Linked DNA regions of Oryza sativa: region 1 is linked to region 2. Evidence: chromatin contacts called from public HiCAR-type data. All regions are on one chromosome and are shown on one strand. Each heading gives the region's core, a stretch centred on a gene start, on an enhancer-like site or on the middle of the called end of the contact. The rest is flanking DNA. Distances are from core to core; before and after follow the strand shown. Region 1 holds the start of LOC4324829 (nematode resistance protein-like HSPRO1). Region 2 holds the start of LOC4324856 (ras-related protein Rab2BV).

Evidence for each region. HiCAR-type assays count read pairs that join an accessible place to other places.
Region 1: a contact with region 2 is called in a HiCAR-type map of leaf, with 2.6 times the contacts expected there. The contact joins the promoter of LOC4324829 here to the promoter of LOC4324856 in region 2. A contact is called at or near these places in 1 of 15 Hi-C or Micro-C datasets (leaf) and 1 of 4 datasets of contacts at active chromatin or transcription factors (leaf).

What each region holds. Positions count from the first base shown.
Region 1 is chr1:37,569,458-37,575,800 of ASM3414082v1, forward strand. LOC4324829 (nematode resistance protein-like HSPRO1) reads right to left here and starts at 2,106. Exons shown (of 1, transcript XM_015782520.3): 1 at 1-2,106. The coding sequence starts at 1,984. The coding sequence ends at 560.
Region 2 is chr1:37,093,130-37,099,746 of ASM3414082v1, forward strand. It overlaps LOC4324856 (ras-related protein Rab2BV), which reads right to left and starts at 2,539. Exons shown (of 2, transcript XM_015769471.3): 1 at 2,141-2,539; 2 at 1-747. The coding sequence starts at 2,305. The coding sequence ends at 262.

The DNA.
Region 1 (6,343 bases), core at 856-3,355, 480 kb after region 2:
TCATGTGCAAGTATTACATAAACAGCTCGGTCGTTACTTTTAGTTGCATACTCTAACTCATGTCCATATATACCAAGTCCGCTCAAATCTTCTATTAGGACATGGTCAGCTTAAGTCTCAAAAGATGGCCTGAGCCACATCCTCTTGATTTGATTCATCACCAGGATTACATTTATAGAGCATTGCTGTAACTAGGTATATAAACATATATAAAAAATACTACTATCTGATTAGGAAATAATTTTTCCTTTGAAACAATTCGTAGTACATCAAACATTATCAATATCGGACACATAATCCATTGAAACATATTTACAGAGCATTATATACATCATCAGTACTCTAATTGAAATATATGATCCTAGATCATTTTCCCGTTACCATCTAGTAATCAAATCTAAACCAAAATGTCTCCCAATAAAACATTTACTCGAACTGAAAGATGAACGCGACCACTACCCTACAGAAATAAATCATAAATGTATTAAATGTATCATCAACCTTGAAAGACTGCAAAATTCAGGGTCCGGCGGCATCCATCCGCCACTATTTCCGCCGCTCAGCTTCGCCTGGACGAAGCAGAGTCACCGTCACCGGCCATCCGCCGTACCCAGTAGTCGGCCAAGAACGTCTTGGCGGCGTCGAGGCTGGGGAAGTAGGGCGGCTCGAGGAACATCTGCGCCAGGGGGTCCATCTCCTCCGCCGGCGAGAACAGCGCGCGGTTGGTCGACGACTCCGCGGTGCCCATCACCGCCGCCACGAGCTGCCGGTACGCGAAGAAGAACCTCCTCACCGCCGCCTCCACGGCCTGGAACGCCTGCAGCAGCTCCACCTTGCCGGCCTCCTCGCCCTCGCCGCGCCGCCGGCTGTGGAACAGCCTCATGGCTGCCTCCTGCACCCTCGGCCCGCCGTTGGGGTCCACCTCGACGCCAAGCACACATGGCACACGCTTCTTGAGGTCCCTCGTGGCGTTAGCGACGTGCAGCAGCGCCCTGGAGCGGAAGCAGGAGGACGCGTCGGAGCCCGGTGCCGCCCGTATTGCGAGCTGGCTCTTGAGCCGCAGGAAGTCGTCCGGGTCCATCAGCAGGTGCAGGTCCTCGACGTCGGCGAGCAGCTTCCAGACGCGTTCCAGGATCCAGCAGTCGCTCGCCGCGGCCTCCCAGTTTCTTGCTTCGATCCGGTTGTTTAGGCGGGTGAGAAGCTGTGAGGCCGCGCACAGCCAGGACTCGAGTATCTGGTGGATAGTGAACAGCGCCTCGTTCTCCTTGTTGCGGTAGCCGGTCTTGGGCTCCGGCGCGATCTTCGCCTTGAGGGCGTGCAGCTCGTGCGGCCTCACGACGCGGTCGTACTCGAGCACCGGCTTGCCGGCGAGGTTGGGCTCGCCGAGGCCGAGGGTGAACACGCAGCCCTGCATCTGGCTCTCGATGGCGTACTTGATCCTGGCCGCCACGGTCTCGGACTTGTCCCAAGCGGCGAGCCGCGGGAGCAGGCTGGCCTCGCTGACCTGGCACACCACCGCGGCGGCGCTACCGGGAATCTTCCACACCTCAGACGCGCTCCGCTCCCGCGGGAGCACGCCTTTGGACGCGCTCAGCTCGGCCAGCGGCGGGCACTGCTCGCCCTCGCAGAGCGCGGCCACCAGCTCCACCTCCCTTGCCGCGAGCGCCTCCAGCCGCCGCGCGAGCTCGCGGCGGCTGGCGTAGCCCCGCGGGTCGGAGAGCGCGACGGAGATGAAGCGGAAGGTGATCTCCAGCGCCTGCAGCGCCGGCTTGACGAGGCCCTCGTCGGCCCACTCCGGACAGCACCTATCCTTCCACAGCCTTGCGAGCTCCGGAAGCCGCAGGTACTGCTCGTACTCCTCGACCGCCGTATCGTCCTGCACCCTCAGAGGCGCAGCCACCGCCCCCGACGACGACGAGGAGGACGCGCGCTGCTTATCTTCCGGCCGCACCGGCGATACAGGGGACAGCTTGGGCGTTGCCATCTCCGCGCTCCAGTTGAGTTGAACTCTCCCTCGATATGATCAGCGTCTAGTTTGAATTTTCCAACTGTATACTCCCTCCAGTTATCGATCGCTAATCCTCGCTTGTCTTTGAGTTTGGCCTCGAGAATTAGCAGATGAGTCGTCTTTATATACTGCTGCGCTAGGTGGAAGTGGAGTATTACAGCTGTACAAGGGGAGCGTGCCAGCATGGCGTGTGGGCCACGCTGCTGCAGCGTGATTCGAAATTCAATTTTGGAAACCGCGGGTGGGCCGGGCCCTGTGCCTGTGGCTGGCGTTCGCAGAGAAAGGCAATAAATAATCGTGCAAAGTGAGAAAAGAAAGAGATCTTGAGCTTATCCGGATGAAGGAGAGGTGACCTCTAGTTGTGTGAACTGTGAACGGCGGATGCGCTCGTGGCCTCGTGATGTCCAGGTCGTCGTGAATCGCGATGTTCTCTTGCGTTGGGGCAGCTCACGCCGACGTTGTATTCGATGTAATGCTTAACGCGGACATCTCTATCCGTTGCGCACTTGCGTTGCCCACCCTAGGTAGGCCGGCACGAACGAGGTTCGCTGAATGGATAAACGGCGTCTCTGTTTCTCTCGCTAGTCTCGTAAAAGAATACTATCAAATGAAAACTTCGTTCGCTTGCCCTACTTTGCTTGTGGTTTATACTTGTGGATGATTCTATATTGGAATACTAGTTCCCGAAGCGAACGGCGCAGCATGTATGATGATTTTGGGTCGGCAATATCGTCAATGAACGACGTCGTAGCTCTGTTATTTTCCTATATGTTATTCCATATCGTGAGCGTACGTAACTTTCATCGAAAGGCTTTTGCAGTTTCGCCCCGCCCGGCTTTCGGTAGTGATAGATATCTAGGATAGGCAGTTGACCTCAACTGAGTTTTCCCTCTTCGGTTTATTTAGCACCAAACGTTCTTGTCAACCAATTTTGTAATATGTAGTGAGCGTTTAAAGTTGTCTTTCTGAGCTTTCTCCTTATCTTCTCGGGTTGTTGAGCACGTAAGAATACAAATACAACCAATCTAGACTGCATGCTATGGCCTTCTTTACACTATACTCAAAACGACTGTGTGATACCACTTATAGACGGGGTCGACAGTTCTAAACCATAAATTAAGCACGGTCGGTGGAAATAATCCCATATGCACTACACAATTACTACTTCACTTACTGTGAACTTTCGGTTATACTGACGCCTAAGTATCTCTCTCCTAATTATCTCAGCAAAAAAGTTGTCTTGTCGTAACGCACTAAACCAAGCCCAAGTAGGCAGCAGCTCGTGTAGTCGTGTGTCTATTGGCTAGTGCGAAACAACCGGATCAATTTCAGTAGGGCGTCGCAATGCAATGCTGATACGACGTGCACCTAGCCCATCACCCACGCTCAAATTCCACCGTCACCCACGCTCAAATTCCACCAGCGGGTCGATCGCCGCCGCGACCGAAAATTCAGCGGTCGTGGCGTGGATTTGCCGGACGACCGCCCGCCCGGCCGTCCGCGAGCGCTGCCGAACTTTGACGGCGTACGCGCCGAGACACCGCGCGGCCCTGCTCCCCAGCCTCCTACTAGTCAGAACCGGCAGTAGCCGAAGCAACCAAGAAGGTTGGGTGGATATGCGTAATGCGTTGATTTGGGAGGGAAGCGCCGTGTTTTGCCATGTGTCGCCTTGCTATTCGCGGTGCTTATCGCTCGAGTGGATTTTCATATTGGTTGACCTAGTATATTCCACGACGACCTGTGCTGTTTAGTTAGTGGCGTAAATTAATTCAATTTTGGAGGATTGGTATTTTCGCGATAAGTACGAATGCGTTTTTTTTTTTAAGTTGACCGGAGGAATGGGAGGTTGAGAATAGGTTTTTGTGCATATCCAGGAGAGATGGAGATCGATACAGGCTAGCTGGGGACGGGTTGAGGCTTTTTAGCTGAAGAAGACGTGCTCGTACGCGAGATGAAAAGCATGTAAGGTCGGCAGATTACCTGCCTAAGTTACCCTGTGCGACAGAGCATATGACGTGCACCGACTGATTTTGTTCAGTTACGCAACGTTTCAGTATACATAACTGTGCATGCGAGTTCAAATGATTACCTCAAACGTATAGAGACATCATATGGTATTTGTTTTCAAGGGATTAGTTTACTCAATGAAGGAAACGGGCATGCGAAAAATTCAGATCGGTTTCTCTCTGACTCCGAGAGTACTCGCCTCTCAACCCATGAACCGCGAACAGCCGCTACAACTGCATTGTGGATAACATTGACCCCTCTTTATACCGAGGGTGGTGCATGATCCCAACTGGCAACGAGCGTGCTCGTGCATGTGCATGAACCCGCCATTAAAACCCGTCACGGTCGTTTCGTCGAGGGCCATAATTCGTGCATCAACGGCTGGGCTCCGGCGCGTGAGTCGTGACGTCTGGGAAGGGAGGCCGGGTCCATGCCGATACGGGGCCAAGATTATGGCCACCAATAACATCTCATCATGATTTCCGGATAAGAGCTTACGAAGGTAGTAGTAGCTGACCAGCCGGCCTCCGACGCCTCCCTTCCTTGCCGCCTGCGCGCTAGTACGAATAACGAATGGACAAGGACGACCGGCCGGTAAACGTCCACGACCCGATCCGAGTATCTGACCAATCCGTCACCAGGATTAGCTCGTTAAGTTTCTAGGCGGACAAGACTTTCACGCAAACGCACGTCCGTCGCTGTCGTGAAAAAGAGCTCTCGATCTCCCAAGAAAACCGATCCGATCGCGGCCCCGGTGTCCCGTACGTCGATCACTCGATCACCGATCGAGGGCGACGTGTCTAGGCTGAGGGGAGACAGGGACGCCCCGCCACGAGCGAGGAGGCGCGCGCCTCGCCGGTTAACCCGCTGTTGCCGGACGCGACGCACGCCGGCACACGCGGGTGACAGCTAGCGGTTGGCGAGCGTTCTCACGAGTTTACCCCGGTCCGCGACTCCGAGGGTGCGTGCTGTGCATGAGCCGATGCGCGTCGGCTGCACAGCGCAGCGTAGTGGTGCGGTGTGACCGACTGGCGTACTTGTGCTGGCGACGGCGGCAACTGGGGTTGGGATTGGATTGCGCCGGTGCAAACGCGACATTCGTTTTCTCCGTTCCGTCCCCTAGCCGACGCGCCTTCTCGTGATGCGGGATCTGGGTCGGACGAAGGAAAGAAGGCTAACGACAGAAGTTCGGCGGTGTGTGTGTGGGGCACAAGGGCTTTCAGTTTTCGGCGTTCCAGATAAGGGGAGGCCTCGTCGCACATGGCGTGCCGCACGGGCCGCGGCGCACTACGGGATTAGACGAGGCCCATCATGTGCGATGCCCAGCTCGGCCATATGCTGCGAGGGGGCATCGGTCATCGGTGCGCGCCGGCTGAGATGACCAAGCCGACGAGCTGGCAACCGTTTCACCGTACATGGCAGCTCATGATCTTATCTGGTTTGATTTGAAGACTAGTCCAATTCGCACGGTACTGTATTGCGTAGGGTACTATGAAAATCATTGGTTTATGCTTCCAAGCAGACATTACGTCGAGTATCTACCCTTAGTTTCAGACATCACTGAAGCCATTTTTACTACACCAAGGTTCACAATTTCGTTTAGGGTCAAAATACAAGCCCATTGATATGAAGAATTTCGATAAAGGATTTTATAAAACCAAGTGGTTCCGGGAGCTTCGAATTACGGAAGAAATTCAAATAGAATTGTGCACCCTAGCTCAAGCTAAAAAGTCAGGTTTGAGCCTAGTCCCAACCTAAAAGACCAAGCCGAAGCTAAGTCCAAACACCTTTTTTTTTAATAAGTTCACTTTGAGTCCCTTAACTAGTGATCAAATCTAATTCGTATCCTTAAACCACAATATCTTGACCTCCAACTATTAAAACCGGTGTAACTTGACTCCCTCGACGATTTTGGAGGGTGGTTTCGCTGACGTGGTGTTGACATGATCTTCGTCCTACGTGGTGTTGACATGACGCTTATGTGGTCACCACATGGCGCTACGTATGACGAGGACCAAGTCAACACCGCCATATAGTCGCCACGTCAGTAAAAGGTGATTACCTTTGATGTTGTATGCCACATGCTCACGTGACTAAGGCGTTGTGTTTGCACCTAAATGACAAAGTTTGGGACGTGCAATACACCCTGCCTCTAAACATTTTTCTAAGAACTTTTTTTTTCTAAACCTGTTTATATAGGTTGGAAGCATCTAAGATTAATTTAAACATCGAGATTTCTAAGTCCAAACAAATAGTCATGAAAATGTTTGAAAATATTTTTGAGCTTTAGTAATAGTGTCATCGTTGGCTTAAAAAAATACAACTCAA
Region 2 (6,617 bases), core at 1,289-3,788:
GTTACATAGTACAATGCTCTTCAATTCCCCCAAAGTATACAAGCGGATGCCATGGTAAGTTAATTCATAAATACAAAATGGAAATGTTTTGATTCAGGCAGGTTATAGTGTACGGTAGAAATGTTCCTTGTGATAAGGAGTACCAGTCATGGGCTTCGGTATGAGAAGACAGATTATGTGAAACCAGTATTAGCCTATTTGGTTCTGCAGTTCTGCAAAAACAAACGCTTCGAAAGATCTTTTCCTTTAGAAAAGTCTTTTTTAACTAGAACAGCAAGAACCTTTTGTGGCGGCTGGAGCTTCAGCAACGTTGATCGTAGTTCCTTGCATGGAACGCCCATTTGTAGACGCGGATTCCTGAGCTGCAAGTGCTTTCTTGCTTACAATCTGGTGAATTTCACTCAATACAGTATGGAATGCTTTCTCCACATTAATCGCTTCCAGAGCAGACGTCTCAAGGAAGGAGAGACCTTCTTTCTCAGAGAACGCATGGCCATCTTCCTCGGGGACTGATCGTAGATGGTTTAAGTCAGACTTGTTTCCGACCATCATGACAACAATGTTGGCGTCTGCATGGTCCCGGAGCTCCCGCAGCCACCTCTGAACATTGTCGAAGGTTTGCCTCTTTGTTATGTCGAATACAAGAAGTGCTCCAACTGCACCCCTGTAATAAGCACTCGTGATTGCACGGTATCTCTCTTGACCTGCCGTGTCCCATATCTGAGCCTTGATAGTCTTCCCTTCTATCTGTCTCAAGACAATAGTAGACTTTTACTGAGATGAACTGTAGACACGTATGGCTTCAGCATAATCATAAACAGAGAAAAATGGATAGCATTCCAGATCTATGATTGGCAATAACAATTATGGTGACTTTAACATGATGAAAATGTCTTCATGACAATATACAAACAAATCAGTACTAAGAACAATATATTTTTTTCTTTGATTGGACATGGGAAGATCTATGGTTGAAGGGTATATATCAATTGATTAATCAACAAATATAGTTATACCACACTAACATTGGTGGCAACTACAAACTGCACTGCAATCCCAATTACTGAATGCTGATTGAAGAATTGTGTCACAGGCTTACAAGATTCTTTAAAAATTTGGGTTAAAGTTTAACCCATGTTATTCTTTTCCATTTACTGATGTATATGTATTAAAAGCTGAAATGCTGCAAAAAGAAAGTGATGGCGTGCTAGAAACAAAAAAAAATCACTTAAAATGTTTGATCAAACAAAAAGTAATAGATATAACCTTCTTTGTCTAATTATTGATACTCTCAGAAGAGGATCAGGAAGGACAAAACAGAGCATAATGACATGGTTGTGCTCAAGGAATGTAAGGACTGAGAAAAAAAAAACAAAAAAGACATTTCCAGCCTTATAATAACTGCACATAAATGGTATGGAAGTGATGAAGTCATCTGAATGCAATTAATTCAGAGACAATACAATGATCAGTGCTATGCCAACCAAACGGAGAAGATGGTCATACTAGTCAATCTATGTTGCCCACAACAGCTATTATGCATTAGGATTATGAATCCGGCAGGGATTGACATAACCTCTTTGACGAAATTGACGTTGGAAGGCCAGCATATTGGTGCGGTAGCATTTTTCCTCCAATGTAGTATAAAAGTATGATGAATCTACTCGTATTTTTGGCATTTCTTAACATAATGTACTTTTGGCATATAATCTACTCTCGTATTTGCATTGCTAGGAAGGACCAAGAGGGAACAAAATGCCTGCATGAATAGGATTGCTCGAAAGAATTGACAATCTAGTGTTAACCTAGAAATGACACGTATATCCGTTCTCTAATCTCTATCATCTCCAACACAAGGAACTCGCGAAAACATAAAAGAAATATGCGCGGCATTACCACCGGTACCATCACCGCGATATCATGCAAACAAACAAAGTGCCGTATTGCCATTGTCAGCCCAATCACGCGACCATAAAAATCCTGTGGGTGTCCGAGTCTGCAGTCATGGATCCGGGATCTCAATTCCTAACGCACAAGAACCCGACGCGACATCACGACGCGCGCCAATCGCAAAATTGTACAAGCAAGCAAGGGGATCAGGGGGGGGGGGGGGGCGGGTGGGCGTCGCGTACGCGGGTACCTGCAGGGTGCGGGTGGCGAACTCGACGCCGATGGTGGACTTGGACTCGAGGAAGAACTCGTTGCGGGTGAAGCGGGAGAGGATGTTGGACTTGCCGACGCCGGAATCGCCGATGAGGACGATCTTGAACAGGTAGTCGTACTCGTTGTCCACCCGGTGCGCCATGATCTCCCCCTCCCGCCTCCCCTCACGTCCCGAATCTGGAACGAACGAAAATCTCCCCTCCGATCCTCGCCTCCTGACCCTCTCGGTTCGTGCGCCTGGGGGAATGGAGGTTTGAAACGGTGGGGGCAGAGGGCAGGCAGATCCGAGGGGGAGGAGAGAGAGAGAGGGGGGGGGGGACGAGGCTCGCGCTCGCTCTGCGCTGGCGCGGCTTGTTGTTGTTGGTGGTCGCGTCTCGGCCAGCCAATCGACGGCTGGCGCGGCGTTTTGTCCCTGGCTGGGGCGGGCTTGCCAGATCTGGGGAATGTGGCCATGTGGTGTGCGTGGTCGCCGTGGTCGGTGGCCGCGTGTATCACCTGCCTCGTCGGTTTGGTTCGTGGGCTTGATGAGTTGGTTATGTGGGCTTATCTATGGGTCACCACCTCGGCCTCGACGGCCTGCTCGTGCGGAAAGTATGGGGTCGGGGCGGCTTCACGGCTCGGCCCAATGCAAGCATTTCACACCATGCAGATATATACAGTTTCGTTTTTTTCGATAGATGAATACTTTCTGGAACACAATATTTTCTTTCCCACATATGCAAGCATTCACACATACTGACATGCAAACACTATTACACTGTCACCACTAACGTTACATACACGTGGCCACGTGGGTGCAACCTAGCAGTAGCAACACGTCTAAACGTGAGAGGTTAGCCTCATGCATGTAGCAAATAGCATAGGTACCCTCTTTTTTCACTAACACGCTAAAAGAAATACACGTCAATATAATAGAAGAAGACGGAGTTTAGTTACACAATGCAAAACGTCTAGAAGGGTGTTGCAGGGGGGACAGGGGAAGAAAAAATCGAAAAAGGAAAAAAGTGACAAGGGGAAAGGTTACTTAAAAACAAAAAACTCCTATAGCGAGGGATGGTAGAGGAGTAGCCCCACTATATTCCTAGAAAGCCCCCAAAAGCAGTACCACTAGCAGATGATCACAGACGGCCTTCCTAAAAGACAGACTCCAACACTACTGAAACCAACGAGAGAGAGAGAGAGAGAGAGAGAGAGAGAGAGAGAGAGAGAAATCGAACACCCCAGAGTTTCACTCCTTCCACAGCTGCCAAGATATCGGGAGTACAAGGGAGCTGAAACCCTTATGAGGTGCTCTGACAAGCAGGCCCTAGTAGTCGGCCACCAGACCTAGAGTGAGCAACCACGGGAGGGGACAAGGTCAGGCTAGCCAGGAGGAGACAGAACATGATGCCAGACCTGGTGAGCGAAAACACAATCAAGTAGGATGTGATTCACCGTCTCCATTTCTTGGGCACGGAGGGGACAGACTGAGTGGCTGTCAATACCACGCTTTAGAAGAAGGTTGGTCATCCAGCGGCACTTTTGGAACGCAAGCTACAGGAAAAGCTTACACTTAGCAGGGCCTTTAGCCTGACAAAGTAGATTGGCGCAAGCAAAGGAGTGTTGGCCGAGGAAAAATGTCTGGTAAGCCAAGTAACACCAATCGCTTGTCCAACGCTAAGAGCTGGACACAAAACACCGTGTCCCAGATCACGAGGAATTGGGAAATGATAGGGACCGTGAGAACGCCACGGATGTCCCCCACCCATAAGTTGTTAGAGAGAGCAGAGGTGATTGTGCGCGATGCCCGGAGATGTGGTGGCACGGCAAGGAGGAGGCCAGGCACCAAGGAGGCCACCGAGCGACCCTCAATCCATTGGTTTCTCTAAAAGAGAGACGTGTCGTTCCCTGGCACGAAGAAGATGAACGACGCAGACATATCTCTCGAGGGGGCCTTCAGGTCAGCCCAATAGAGGTGGCCTGAGCGCTGAAGCCAGAGCTAGCGAAGGTGAAGAATGAAGCCACAAGTCCACAATACCCAAACCACCGATAGCTCTGGGGCGACAAACACTCGTCCAAGACATAATGCATCGTCCTCCCTGAACTGCATCCATACCCGTCCACTGGAAAGCGCGACATTTCTTATCTATGGCATTGACAACCCAGCCTGGCGAACTAACTGCCATAGACACATGGACCGGAATAGAAGATAGCATGGACTGAATCAGCACAGAACGATCCCGACCCATCTAGGGAGAAAGTCGGTGAGAAATGGCATCACATATTTAAAAATTGGAGACAGAGCAGAGTAGGGGAAGGAACTCTGGACCAGGGAAATATGTGATGCCATTTGACGTTTTATAGACGTTCGATTATTCATCATATTAAAAGAATTGTGAAAAATATGTAAAAACACGGGTTATGCTTCAGCATGTACCTTTACTGATAAAATAAATCACAATAAAATAAATAGTAGACATATAGTTTTTTTAATAAGGTGATATGTCCAATACTCAATAGCGTTTGTATTACTACCTCCATTTCATATTACAGTTAGTTTTGATTTTTTTTCTAAGTCATAATTCTTTACGTTGACCATATTTATAGAAAAATATAAAAATATTATGGACATAAAACAAAGAAACTATCAAAATATATTCATTGTTAGATTTAGTAAAATTAATTTGGTGCTATAAATATTGTTGCATTTCTACTTTCAAAAAGTTTGACTTAAAAAAAGTCACATCGACTTATAATATGAACTCGGAGGAAGTATGTATCAAAATGGGCATGAATATTGATTTAGCTTCGAACCAACCCAATGACTATTACTTCCTCTGTCTCAAAATGTTGCTATCTAAGATAGGATTTGACCTATTCTAGGACAATGAATCTGGACATAACCTCTGTCTAGATTTGTTGTTTTAGGATATGTCAAATTCCATCCAAGATAGAACATTTTTGGATGGAGGAAGTACTATTCAAACTGTCAATGGATTGATAATTTTTTATCAATCCAAAACAGTCATTAATCCCCTTAAAACTTCACATCCTTATCCCATCTACACTCCTGGTCATGTTTAAAGATAACACTTATCAGCCTCTCCTTCTAAATTATCTTTTCGTCCGGATAATTCAGCCCATCCAGATAGACCGTCGCTCTCAGACAGACTCAATCTAAGCCTAGCTAGAAAAACTAGGCAGAGCCCTCAGCCTGCTATTGATTACCACTTACCAGCCCGATTTGGGCCAACAACGCCCCGAATCGGTTCGAACAGGTGGCACCTTTCCACGACACCTTGCTGCTGCTTATCCAGTTATCCCAAACCCAGATTAGACGGGCCGAAAAAGAGGTTTCTACCCCATTCATCCAACACGCCGCACATCGAACTTCTTATCTAGCTTTCCGAGTACTTCCAAGTTCCAAGTCCAACCCCTTCTATCATGCTCCATGCCGCGCGCATGCATCATGCACGCTGGACGCAAACTACGTGTCGACCATGGATGCGACGCGACGCGACGCGAGGCTTGCGTATGTGCTCCTCCTCCCTCTCCGCGGTGAAAGTGAAACCGATCGATCCCTGCAAATAATTCACCGCGCGCGCACTCCTCCTCGGGCGCCGATGGGTGGATACGTCCACGACGCGTTGGTTACTTTCGCGGAGTGCAAATCTCCGGCTTGGCTTTCCCCCCGTGCGAGCCCCGCGGACAGGGACGGGGTTTCGGCCCCGCGCCCTTGGCGGCATCGTCATCCGCATCGCCTTTTCCGTCTCGTCGCCACCGAGCCGTCCCCGTCCACGGCAAACAGGATAGAAAGCGGGAGCGAGCGAGGCAGCAGCGCCCGCGCGCATCGGGCGTGCGTGGACCTACCAGCCCGCCGTCGCGCGTCCCGCCGGCCACTGGACTGCGGCCGCGATCGAGAGCGCTAGCCAACGCCTTCCGGATCACGCGCTGACACTTGTAGACCCTAAGACCCGGACGGCCGGATCGATCTCCGCGAATTATTGAGCGGACCGGCTATATACGTCCTAGTTACCAGTAAAGGCATCGATCTTTCGGGTGGGTCTCGTCGTATCGTCGCGTGCGGGAGGAGGAGAGAAAAATCGGGAGAGCGAATCGGGGGCCGTGTGGATGTGCGCGCGGGGGCTGCCGGTTTCACGTCGATTCTCGGCGTCGGCGGCCCCGCCGCCGTGCCCTGGCCTTCCGGTGCGTGGCTAATTTCGGCCCGGCCGGAGCAGATCGGTCGATATCCGCGGCCGAATCCTGAGGAGGCTATCGAGATAAGGATGAACCGCGCGAGCCAGGACTGCAGGAGCACATCAATGTTCTGGCTGGTGTTCTCGCTCGCGCCAAAAAAGGCGGGCATCTTTTTCGACGAACCCAAATCCACTTCAGATAATATCTCCACTACTCGCTCGCCGCTCTGATATGGCACGGGCATATTTAGCCGTGACATGATGGCGTGCATGGTGACC